Regions from separate parts of the Mus musculus genome. Here region 1 is linked to region 2. Evidence: chromatin contacts called from public Hi-C data. All regions are on one chromosome and are shown on one strand. Each heading gives the region's core, a stretch centred on a gene start, on an enhancer-like site or on the middle of the called end of the contact. The rest is flanking DNA. Distances are from core to core; before and after follow the strand shown. Region 1 overlaps Myh14 (myosin, heavy polypeptide 14). Region 2 holds the start of Mybpc2 (myosin binding protein C, fast-type).

Evidence for each region. Hi-C and Micro-C count contacts between places; a contact is called where the count stands out from the background.
Region 1: a Hi-C map of uterus shows a contact between it and region 2, with 2.9 times the contacts expected there. The contact joins the enhancer-like site here to the promoter of Mybpc2 in region 2. A contact is called at or near these places in 22 of 39 promoter capture datasets (the 3T3-L1 cell line, 3T3-L1-derived adipocytes, the C10 cell line and 14 more), 8 of 15 datasets of contacts at CTCF or cohesin (embryonic stem cells, hippocampal excitatory neurons, large pre-B cells and 2 more), 116 of 484 Hi-C or Micro-C datasets (the 63-12 cell line, the AML12 cell line, B cells and 59 more), 18 of 115 datasets of contacts at active chromatin or transcription factors (bone marrow-derived dendritic cells, embryonic hindbrain, embryonic stem cells and 5 more) and 4 of 9 other capture datasets (adipose tissue, embryonic stem cells, liver and 1 more).

The regions. Positions count from the first base shown.
Region 1 is chr7:44,644,935-44,651,093 of GRCm38.p6, forward strand. The region is part of intron 10 of Myh14 (myosin, heavy polypeptide 14); the gene reads right to left. It also overlaps the pseudogene Gm18256. Among named protein-coding and RNA genes, the nearest start is that of 2310016G11Rik, 20 kb to the right of the region's middle. Within about 2 kb of position 2,612, at least 18 of the 459 cell types and tissues checked have an H3K27ac peak or open chromatin away from gene starts, as enhancers often do. A contact at or near this core is called in the CH12 cell line, cerebellar granule neurons, cerebellum and 4 more, where this site is marked.
Region 2 is chr7:44,523,251-44,529,343 of GRCm38.p6, forward strand. It overlaps Mybpc2 (myosin binding protein C, fast-type), which reads right to left and starts at 1,419. Exons shown (of 28, transcript NM_146189.3): 1 at 1,321-1,419. The coding sequence starts at 1,339. Spib (Spi-B transcription factor (Spi-1/PU.1 related)) reads right to left here. Exons shown (of 6, transcript NM_019866.1): 5 at 5,587-5,737; 6 at 2,745-5,007. The coding sequence ends at 4,709.

The DNA of each region.
Region 1 (6,159 bases), core at 1,362-3,861, 120 kb after region 2:
TCGCTGGGGAACAAAGGACTCTTCTGTCCTTTAAATAAATCTATTCTCATGCCCATTCCTATTTCCTAGGGTTGTGTTGGGTTTCTGTTTGTTTTGTTTTGATTTGGTTTGATTTTTGCACATCTGAGACTAGTTTCATACATCCCATGCTGACCTGGCCCTTTCTGTACAGCTAAGGGTGAGCTTGGACGCCTGCCTTTACTTCCTAGTACTAAGATGACAGAACGTCACTGCCATGCCGGACTTACGAGAATCCAGGACTCCACCAACTAGGTCCTAGCCCCAGCTCCTATATCTCAGGGTTTTGGTAAGGTGTCCAGCCACAGACCTGAGACCTCTAACCACAGTAGGGTTTGGCTTACAAATAGATCTAGGGAGAAAGTACTTAGATTTCGCAAACGCCTTGGCTGTGATCACCCAGTGCACTGTTTGTCATTGGGAATGTTAGGTGCATGCCAGGCTGTCCAGGCTGTGGATTAGGGATGGCATACTTGGCATGCCCCAGGGACGGCCAGGGCTGCAGCCACCTACCATGCCTGGCCAGCGAGGTTTCCACTCCAACCCAGCCTTGCAGACCATGAATCCTCTGCAGACAGGTGTCCAGAGAGCTGGCCTGCCCCAGCAGCAGCAGCCCCAGCAGCAGCAGCTCCAGCCACCCATGGGAGCCATGAGTCCCCAAGCTTAGCAAATGAACATGAATCGCAATCACATGCCTTCACAGTTCAGAGACATCTTAAGATGTCAGATGATGCAACCGCAAGGAGCAGGGCCAGGAATTGGCCCTGGAATGGCCAACCACAACAAGCTTCAGCATCCCCAAGAAACTGGCTATCCATCCCAGCAGCGGCGGCGGTGGCATCCTCGAATGCAGCAAGGAAATATGGGACAAATGGGTCAGCTTCCCCAGGCTCTAGGGGCTGAGGCAGGAGCCAGTCTACAGGCCTATCAGCAGCAACTTCTTCAACAACAGATGGGGTCTCCTGCTCAGTCCAAACCCTGAGTCCAGAGCAGCATATACTCCCAAATCAGGCACAGTTCCCACACCGGCAAAGTCAACAAATCCTCTCCAATGAAGTGCGCTCTCCGGAGCCTGTCCCTTCTCCGACCACAGTCTCAGCCCTACCCCACCCCCCATTCTAGCCCATCTCCGAGGATGCAGCCTCAGCCTTCTTCACACCATGTTTCTCCACAGACCAGTTCCCCACATCCTGGACTGGCAGCTGCCCAGGCTGCCAACCCCATGGAACGAGGGCATTTTGCCAGCCCAGCCCAGAATTCAATGCGTTCACAGGTCGCCAGCAATCCAGGCACGGCAAACCTCCGCGGGGCAAGTGCCTCGCCACGGCCCTGGGACTGAGCAGCGATAATGCAGACTTGAATTCAAACCTCTCACAAGTACACTAAACACACACGAGCGACACCCTGTAGTATTTTGGGAGCAAAAGATTATTTTCTCTAAACAAGACTTTTTGTACTGAAAACAATTTTTTAAAAATCTTTCTTAGCCTAAAAGACCCATTTATTTTCCTTGGGACATGTAAGAACTGTGCAATAGCCATTTATGGTTTAAAGCAAACATGCCAGATGAACCTGAGGGATGACAGATAGAAAAGAACATATTTTTGCTATGGCTGGTTACCCCAGCTCTTTTTCCCCTTGTGTGTGTGGTTCAAGTGCGCACTGGGAGGCATCTGAGGTCTGAAGCCAACCATATGCTCCTGCCTTGCCCCTCCGATAGGGTTTGTTAATTTTTTTTTAATTAATGAAAATATGTAATATTAATAGCTGACGTTTTTGCTTATTTCCTCACTTTATGAAAGAATTTTTTTAAAAAAAAGAACATTTCTAAAACCAGAGGACAAAAGGGGTTAATGTTACATAAAATTATACACACACACACACACACACACATATATACATGCATACACACATACACATATATATACATACATATATATATATATATATATATATATATATATACCAATTTTTTTCTCTGGGTGCAAAAATGTTCATTCTTTTAAAAACATTAAAAAAATAAAAATAAAAAGCCTCCTTTTTCCACCCCTCAAGTCAACTTTTGTGCTCCAGAAAATTTTCTATTCCATAAGTCTAAGGGTAAAACTTCAAGTATTAAGATAATTTGTACATGTAGAGAAAAAAAATGACTTTTTCATAACATACAGGGGCAGCTGCCAAGTTGATGTATTATAATATTGTGGTTTCTGTTTCCTGAGAGAATTTTTTTGTTATTTTTACATCTAACAAAGGGGTAAAAAATCAAAAAAGAGGGTAAGAAATGACTCCTGGGTGATTTTAACATGCAAATGTCTGCGGTCTCTTCGCTCGCTTTTACTGTGCCCACACACGAACACTTTTTGTAAAACTTGAAAATAGAAAGCAAAAACCCTCAACTGTTGTAAATCATGCAATTAAGGTTGATTACTTACAACTATGAACTTTGGATCACTGTGTAGACTGTTAAATTTGATTTCTTATTACCTATTGTGTGAGACAGACCAAAAAAAAAAGAATGCCAGGGGCTTAAAGAACAGAGGTTGTGCTGCCCCCTTGAGGACACCCGGGGCACTGTGGAGGAGCAGCTCAGCCTGTGTCTAGGGACTATCACCATCCGTGTCACTACTTATCACGGGAGTGTTTTCTATGTGGAGGGGGGTAAACACTGTGTGACCTGGGAAACTGTTGCTATTTTTTCCTTTATTTTTAATTTATGTTGTATAGATTATCTGTGCATCATGTGCACACAATTCCCACAGAGGCAGAGCCCCTGGGACTGGAGTTACAGATGGTTGTGAGCCACCATGTGGATGCTGGGTATCAAACCTGAGCCTTCTGAAAGGGCAGCCAGTGATCCTAAGGGCTGAGCCATCTCTCAGCCCCTGCAGCTGGTTTAACTCAGAGTTCTACCAAAACTTGAGACATTCTGTCCTCTGAGCGCAGGGGTCAACGACAGGCTGTGGCAGCTGTGTTTGTGTCTGTTGTCTCCATGGCACCGTTAAGGAGCAACACCGCGTGCACTGTTCCCACCCCGGCCGCTCCGTCTCCGATGTTTACGCAGTCAACAGACACAGAGTATTTTTCTTTTCCCTGTACCACATCCAATCCAAGCACCTGACCTTCAGCTACAGCTCCAGGAGGTGGACCCAGCTACCTATGATCCCAAGGTGACAGATGGAGAAACTGAGGCAGGTAACTCACAAACTCAGGATCACTCATTCCATAAGCTGGCAGAGGTAGGGTTCCAGCTGAAGTTATGCGAGCTTTCCTGTCAGCCACACAGTAAACGGGAACATGTAAAGACCTGCACACAGCACAGCAAGAGGAACTGGGATCACACTTGTGTGCACACGCACAAGCACCCTCGCACAAGTACACACTCAGTCACTGTGACGGTGCACGCTTATCATCCCAGCAATCAGGAGATGGAAGCAGGAGGATTGTTGTTCAAGACCAGCCTGGACAACAGACTCTGTCTCAACAACAAAAAGCAATCCAAGGTAGGTGACATGGTTCGGCTGGAGAAGGGGCTTGCCACCAAGCCTGAGTGCGTGAGCTCATTTTCCAGCACCTGCAGTGTAGAAGGAGAGAAACAACTTCCCAAAGCTGTCCCCACCTCCAAGTACATATGCATGCATATGTTAGTGCTAAAGAAATAAATGTGGAAAAGAAGAAAACAACAACAACAACAACAACAAAAACCCCAGATATTTAAACATAAGCCCGGTATTCAGAGATAGAATTTGCTGAATGGAGGCTGGAGAGATGGCTCAGTGGCTAAGAGGACTGGCTGCCACCCTTATAGGGGACCAGGGTTCAAATTTCACTACCCACATGGTGACTCACAATTCCAGGCGAACTGGCATCCTTGGGCACACACATGCAGGCAAACCATCCATACAAATACGATAAATAAATCAAAGACGTAAAAAAAAAAAAAAAATTGCTGAGTCTCAGTCTGGTCCTTAGCTTCCCCAGCGGGGGCAGTGGGAAGGGGCTGGACTCACTGGTCTCTCATTTGACACTCTTAGAGTGAGGGGTAGGGCAGAGACAGGAGTTTCAGGAACGCTGAGAGCTCTGCAGCTGACAGGAGCCACTTCAGACAAGATCCTGGGTCCCGGAGCTGAGGCCTGGAGTGCTAAGAGCGCGAGACAGAGATCACTGCTGCTCAATGAGTGCTGGAAAGGCCTGTGTTAGGCAGCTGACACTCTGGGGGCCTCCCAGGACCAAGGCTGGGAGATCCGTCTGTACAACTGGCAAAAATGGGGTGCCATTGGGATCAGGCGGAGCAGGGTTGGGCACCAAGCTCAGCTAACCTGGGGGTGACAGCCAGGTCTGCAGAAAACGGGGCCTGAGTTCACCTCTGTGGCGGAAGCGCAGCTGTGGGTCTTTGTGGTTGCCCCATCCATTGTGGGTAAAAATAAATACAACAGAATAATTTATAGTCAGTGTGTGGTCACTCTGACCCTGAGTTGACCCTGTGATCAACTCCAGGGGCCGCCTCCAAAATGAAATGCAGCTGAGTACAGTGGTTCATATCTGTAGTTCCAAAAATTGGAAGGCTGAGGCAAGAGGACTGTCATGAGTTCAAGATTCTTTTTTTTTTGTTTGTTTGTTTGTTTTGTTTGTTTGTTTGGTTGGTTTTTTTGTTTTTGTTTTTTCGAGACAGGGTTTCTCTGTATAGCTGGGGCTGTCCTGGAACTCACTTTGTAGACCAGGCTGGCCTCGAACTCAGAAATCCGCCTGCCTCTGCCTCCTGAGTGCTGGTATTAAAGGTGCACGCCACCACGCCTGGCTCATGAGTTCAAGATTCTTACTCATAGGAGAGACTCTCAGGTTCCCTGTGCCTGCTAACTGTTCAGCTTCCCAGCCTGGCATTCACAGTACCAAGGGTTAGCAGAGAAAGATACAAAGTGAGGTGACAGACACACAGAGGTCCTCTCTTGTTGGGTCCCAAATGCTGTCTGCCCCAGGCTGCCTTCGGGCACGTCCATCTGCATTTCTGGCTGAGGGTTATGGGGTCCACCACCTCTCTGCCATCTCCTGAGGGGAGATGGGACCCAGGCAAGACTTCCTGACCTTTTGTCTCATCTTTGATATGAAACAGAGTCTATGCAAAGATGTTGGGCTCTAGACCATACAAGTGGAGCACAAGGAGGCTGTCACATGATCCCATCTGCCTGCCACTCCAACAAAAATATACAAAACTTCTTAGATGGAGGGCACGCAAGCCCAGAGCTAAGAAGTGGAGAACTGGCGCCACCTTGTGGATGGTGGCGAGGTAGGTCCTCTGCAGCCAAAACCAACCAAGGTGTGTTAGGGTATGGCTGTTTTAGGGTATGCTTGGAATCTCCCAGTGAAGGGCTGAGTTCGCTGCTCAGTGATAGTGCACCTGCCCATCAGTCACATCTCAGCACCAAAATAAATTAATGAGTTAAGTTAAATGTGTATGGGTGGACACTGAAAGTCTAGAGCCAGGCTCTGGAGTCTTGGGATGAAGATGACCACACATGGTCCTCTCTGGAAGGTGTTAGTGTAGCTGAAGTTGTGGTGGCCCAAAAATCAGGCTGAAAGCACATTCAAACTCTGAAAATTGAGTACTGAACCCGGTACACACAGGCTCCCAATAGGAGGGTACCATGGGCCATCTGGTATCAAGAGGCTGGGCTGATGATCATGGCCAGGTTCTGTATTGCTAGTTGCCTGGTGGGAAAGACTAGCAGTCCGGGGAATTACAAAACCATAGTTAAGAAATCTAGCCATGGCTGTAGGTGTGGCCATGAGTGGGTACACTGAGGTACATTGAGGTGCTCAGCACTCTAGATTGAGCCCTGAAGGCAACATGAGCTCCCGAGGAGAATCAAATTGTGAGGTGGAGCCCAGCTGATGCACATACACCTAGAGGTCTCTGTCTGAGAGCCCAGTGCACCCAAAAAGGAAGATACCAAAACCTCTCAAAAGATGCTGTGGTCCAGCTGGGTAAAGGGGCCAGTGCTTGCCATCGTCATACTCTGGAGGCTGAGAAAGGAAAACTGCTATAAGCTTGGGGCTTTCCTTAGCTACACAGCCAGATCCTGGCCAGTCTGGGCTCCAGTATGAGACTCTTTCTAAAACAAACAAAATCATCACCATCACCATCAT
Region 2 (6,093 bases), core at 169-2,668:
TCCATGGGTCAGTCTGTGCAAGGGAGCTGGTCTCTACCTCAGCCAGACTGGGCTGACCCCAGGGGAACAGCCACCTAGGGGTAGGTGACACCAGGGCTTGTGTGCAGTGCCCACTTCCACAAAAGGAGAAAGCCCTAACCAGCATATAGACTATCCCTGCCCCCTAAGGACCTAATGCCTCCCGTGCCTAACTGCACATGAAGAGAGACGGGGGTGCTGGGACATGGCCAGTATTTGCCAAGCAGGTAGGAGGCTCTGGATTCCTTCCCCAGCACAGCAGGAAAAAGAGGGCCCCACCCATGGAAGAGAGACACACGATTCCTTCACAGAAGTCCAATGCGCACACCAAAGGGGTTCTCATATTTACACAGAAGAGTATCGTTCCATGCACATGGAGTCCTGTTGTGTCCATAGAAGCACCCTATGATCCTAATCTTCACTCAGTGAGGAGACTCAACTACCTCGAGGGTGCTCGCCCACCTGGAGAGGACCCTGTCCCCAAGCTGAGCCCCAGCAATGCACAAGCAAGATCCTGTCAGCCTCAAGAAAAAGAGACACCCACATAGAAAAAAAAAATTATATTGCCAGGCCATGGTGGTGCACGCCTTTAATCCCAGCACATGGGAGGCAGAGGCAGGTGGATCTCTTGTGAGTTTGAGACCAAGCTGGTCTACAGTGCTAGTTCTAGGACAGCCAAAGCCAGGGATACACCAGAGAAACCCTGTCTTGAAAAACCAAAAAGAAAAAGGGGATGGGGAGAAAAAAGAAAGGAAAGGAAAGAAGAAAAGGAGACACACACACACACACACACACACACCCCCAGCAGGGTGTAGTAGCCCATGCCTGCCGTCCAGTCTTGGTAGACTGAGGCAGTATGATTTTAGGACTTCCCAGCCAGCCTTAGCTCCGGAGTGAGTTTGGGGCCAGCCTAGGCTGCAGACTTTGAGGACAGCCTGGAGGGCTTGGGGGCAGGGGTGGGGTGAGAGAGCAAAGAGAGAAGGGGAGAGAGAAAGAAAACCGAGGCCAATTTATAATTGCACAACTGAGATTTCTACCCAAGATGGGTCTCCCAGTCCCCGAAGAGGAAGGGGACTCCTGACCCTACACAGACAATAGACCTCATGGTCCTGCATTAGGAAGGGACCCATCTGTGCACACAGAAAGGGTCCCTCTTCCCCAAGCAGGAAAGGAACCTACACTCTACCTAGATGTAGGAACAGGCAAAGGACCCCCTCCTCCCATAGTAGAAATCCCCTTGTGTGCACCCTACCCTCCACCCCATCCCCACCCCCACCCCCAAGAAGGTTTCGGGCCAGCCACCTGGTTTAGCCTCAGGCATGTCGGCGACCTTCTCCTGCTCCCAGGACTTGGGACCGCAGTGGCTCTAACCAGGCCCTAGCAGGGACAGGTGGGTCTCCAGGAGGAGCCCTTTATGGAGTCTCGAGACTCCCAGGAGGCAGCGCAGGGCCGCCCCGCATTCCTCTTGCATGCTCTAAAGGGCGAGAAATAGCGAGCAGGCAGGAGTGGAGGGATGCCAAGGCCCTAGTGGGGATGGGATGTGGTGCTTAGACACCTGAGTCTGTGGAGGTGCAAAGGTGAAGACTGCGTGACCGCAGAAAGAGGGGAACTGGAACCCCAGAGTCTGGGGGCACAGGGGTCCAGATTCTTAGGTCCTGGATGAAGTGGGGGGGAGAAGGAGGAACGAGAAGTGGCCAGAGCACAAGATGGGGAGAGGGGGGAAGCAGAGAGGGCACTTGTGTGGGGGCAAAGAACGAGGAGGAAAAGAGAAAAGGAAAAAAGGGAGGGAAATCCTGGGTCTTGGGAACGGGCGTGGGGGGCTGGGAGTCTCAGGTGCACGGGGCAAGCGGGGCGGGTTCTGGAAGCCTTTCTTAGCCCCAGTCAGGAGTTTTCTAGAAACCAGAGACGGGAAGGATAGTCCGATTTCCCCCGCGTAGGCAGGACGGGTGCCGGCCTCAGGGAAGAGTTCTCGGTGTCCCTCCCGCCCTATTCTGATCCGGGTCCCAATGGGAGCGGCCTGGCCGGCTGCCCGTCACCGGCCAAGTGCAGAGAGGCCGGGAAGGCCCTGGAGAGCTGCCCAGGCCCGGCTCCTTCCCAGCACCAGAGGGGAGGAGCGGGTAAGGAGGAGGAGAGGGACACTTGGGGAACCACAGGTGTGGCTGGCCCAGAAGGGTGTCAGAGGAAGGAACCAGGGTATCGAAGACAAGCTGTCCTCCCCCCCCCCTTTTACTCTTTGTGTCCCTCCCTCCTTTCTACTTTCAAAAAAAAGATCCCCTAACAGCCGGAAGCTTCCTGGCTTCTGGGGGCACAAAGTCCTGTCACACCATTGGTTGCAGTGCAAAAACTTCCACCTCGCTCCCTAGGGAGCAGGCAAGTTGCACAGCAACCCATTGTAGTAACACACCCCTGTAACCCGGAATTCCAGAGACTGAGCTGAGACAGGGCCATTGGAGTGACTTCAAGACCAGCCTGAACTACAACGTAAGGAAGAGCCTATCTTCAAGACAAAAAAACAAAAACCGAACAGTCAGATGTCTGGAATGGAGGGGTGAGCAGAAAAGCAAGGTGGGAAACAATGGTTTCCTCATTCAAGCCCTAGCCTGGCCCACCACCTTCCTTTCTCCCTCCCCCTCCCTCCCCCTCCCTCCCTATGACTGCCACAGTCTCAGAAGAGTTCATGTGGAGGTGCAGGGGACAGTTCCTAATAAAGGGTCCCAAGACGGCTTAATTTTGATGTACACTTTATTTATTATGCATGTATAGTGGTGATGAGAAATAATTTTATTTAGTACAGTTTAGCCTTGACCACATGGACATCTGGATCTTCCATGACCCTGTTCCCCCTCCCGGCCACCCACAGAGGTGAGTTCCGGTGTGTCACAGGCTCATTGGGGAGGCTCATGGGGTTGCAAAGAGTTTTAAGGGCCTCTTCATCGTCTGTTTCTCAGAGAGACGGAAGCCTGAGTGCCCCCCTCCCCTCACTCAGGCTTCAAAGCTCTGGGTTCTGATTCTGCTGTGGATGCCCAAGACAAACCCACAGTTTGAGCCTACTTGGCCTGTAGCACTTGAACGGAAAAGACTGGGCCTGAACAGGCGGGTGTGAGGAAGTCACTGGTGTGAGACAGACAGGCACTGAGCAGGGTCCTGGGCAGACACCTGGACAGAGGCCGGCCCCAGAAAAGCTGGCCAGAAGTCACCAGTTGTCCAAAGATTCACACTTAGATATCTGGGTGGCGGGAGTGCTTTCTAGCTTGACAGATCACTATGAAAGCGGGCTTTCCTCCAAAGAAAGCACCTGCAGGGACTTAATTTGCCTGCCTTGTGGGTGGGGGTTGACCAAGTCTAGAAGTCTGTCTACCCATGGCGTGGGTAAGCACAGAGTAGTAAGGTATGTTCATAGTTCCAGACGCAGAGGCAGGAAGAGTGTCATGAGCTTGAAGCCAGCCTGGGCTACACAAATAGACCTTGACTTAAGAAAAAGGAAAAAGGGCGTGGTGGTGCACGCCTTTAATCCCAGCATTTGAGAGGCAGAGGCAGGTGGATTTCTGAGTTTAAGGCCAGCCTGGTCTACAGAGTGAGTTCCAGAACGGCCAGGGCTACACAGAGAAACCCTGTCTCGAAAACAACAACAACAAAAAGACAAGACAATGGAAAGAAACAGTCACGTGGTGCGCTGCCTGACATCTGAGCATTCTGGCTGAGGCAAGGGCTCAAGGTCTTCCCTAGCTACACAGTGAGAGTGAGTTCAAGACCAGCCTGAGCTACATAAGACTCAATCTCAAGAATAAAAGGCACCGGCCTTGCCACAGCCATACCTCTGCCACACATCCCCCTCAAACACAACATACAGGTCGCGCCTCAGTCAGTGTGTGAATGCAGGGCTGCTGAGAGCCTAGAGAACTTCCCATATGATCAAGGGATCCCAGAAGGAAGGGCCCAACCTATAAGGTTCACTGAACCTCCCACCCTACCTTACCCAGCCATTCATCTCGGACATAGGTCCCAGAGGGTCCCAAGGGGTGCCTGAGGCAAGAGGAGCCTGAGGCAAGAGGACTGCCACTAGCTTGAGAATAGCCCAGCCCGGGTTACATAGTAAAATCTCTCAAAAAAGGAAAAAACCTGGTGTGATGGTGCACCCTTGTCATCCCAGCACTCAGGAGGCCGAGGCAGGACGATTGTTAAAAGTTGGGGGGCCAGCCTGAGCTACATAATGAGACCCTGTCTCAAACAAACAAAAGTCATAAACGGACGCAGAGAAAAGTCACACACAGGTGGCACAGGGTTCTCAGAGAGCTCCAAACATAACTAGACCTCAGATCTAACAAGGGCTTCAGGGGGAGTACAGAGGGACCGACCTATCTGGCCAACAAAACAAGGGTTTGGGGGGGGCTGTAGACAGCGCCACCTGCTGGTGAGATGTCATGTGAGCTCACAGGACTCGCAAGAACTGCGGTTTCTGGAACCGTAGACGACATCAGGGCTCCCCCATCCCCCCCCCCCCCGAGAAACCTGCCATTCTGAAACCGTGTAGAATGGCCAGTGCTCCCTCAAACACGACCATCCTAGATTGGAATCCTATACACGGCACAGGAAACTCTGGGGAGGCTCTAGGGAGAGCTGAGAACCCTGACTGCCCTCATATGGGGCTCCATGGGACTTAGGGGCCAGAAAGGGGTCCTTAGCGGAGTGCTCAGACATGCCGGGAGGCTGGCAGCAGCGCGCTGTCAAACTGGTAGGTGAGTTTGCGTTTGACCTTGCGGATTTCGCCTGTCTTGGCATAGTTGCGCAGCGCTCGGGCCAGCTTCTGATACGTCATGCGCTTGCGGTTGCCCTTCTGCTGGCCCCAGCGGCGAGCCAACAACTCCTTGTGCTTGGAGGAGAACTGGAAGACGCCGGCACCTGGCTCCACCCACCACACGCACTCGCGCATGTCCCCGCGTAGGAGCAACCCCAGCAAGAACTGGTACAGGCGCAGCTTCTTGCGTGCACCTGCAGGGTGTTGGATACCAGCGTTAAGAGGGGGAAGTCCGTTAAAGGAACCCCCAGAGCTACGGCCCCTCGCCACCCTTAGTTTTCACAATGGAGTTGGGCCTGGTTGGCTGCAACTACTCCAGAGGCTGAGGAAAGATCACCAAGTTCAAGATCAGCCTAGGTAACTTAGGGAGACTGTCTTTTAAAAGTAAGAGGGTGAGGCTTGGCTCAGTGATAGAGCCCCGTGCCTAGAATCCCTCCAGTGAGCGCGGGAGTATAAATAAGATGACTGGTTTGACATACGGAAAATTGAGGTCCAACAGAGAATAATTGGTTTGAAAGGTTGTCAGACACAGAGGCCTAAGGGGAGGAGGATTGTAGGTATATATTGGGTTTCCTTTGGCTGTTACTGTGTCTTTGTGCACAACGGAAACCCAGGCACAGAAAGGTCGATGCCCTTGACCAAGGTCACACAGGCAACAAGCAGCATGGATCTGGGAACTTCCTTGGGAAGTATTAGTGTTTAGGGTGCTCTGGTTCTTGCATCCTCTCCCCCACTCCCAGTCAGCATCCCCACTAAATCTCCACCCCACATACCTGCCTCAGATCCCCTCCCCTCGGAGCCAGCCAAGAGGGCCTCGTCTGACTCACTGTCCGAGACCTCCAGGGCGGGGCTGTCCAGCATAATGTCTTCTTCCTCTGATAGCACAGGGCTGGGGTACGGAGCATAAGCCAAGGAGCCCAGGGTCTGTGGGAGACCAGGGTCACCTGCACATCACTCTTGGTCCTCCCCACCTCTGCCCAGGGTCACATGCACAGCACTCCCTCTGTCCTCCCCACCTCTGTGGCTCTCACTACTTGGATGTACATCTTCCTGTACAGTGTGGACACTAGCCTTGGTTCTTGTCCCAATACACAGAGAGGTTGAGGCAGTTGCCCCAAGCTATACAGCCAGTAGATGGCATGGGTAGGACCTGCCTTCTGAACTGATGTATACAGTGCGGAGCCCAGGGGACACTTGAGCTACCTTGGAAGGGTGTTCTTGTGCTCCCCCTTCCCCCAATCCAGAAGTTCATCTCAGGGGTTGTGCAAGAGATGTAAGGT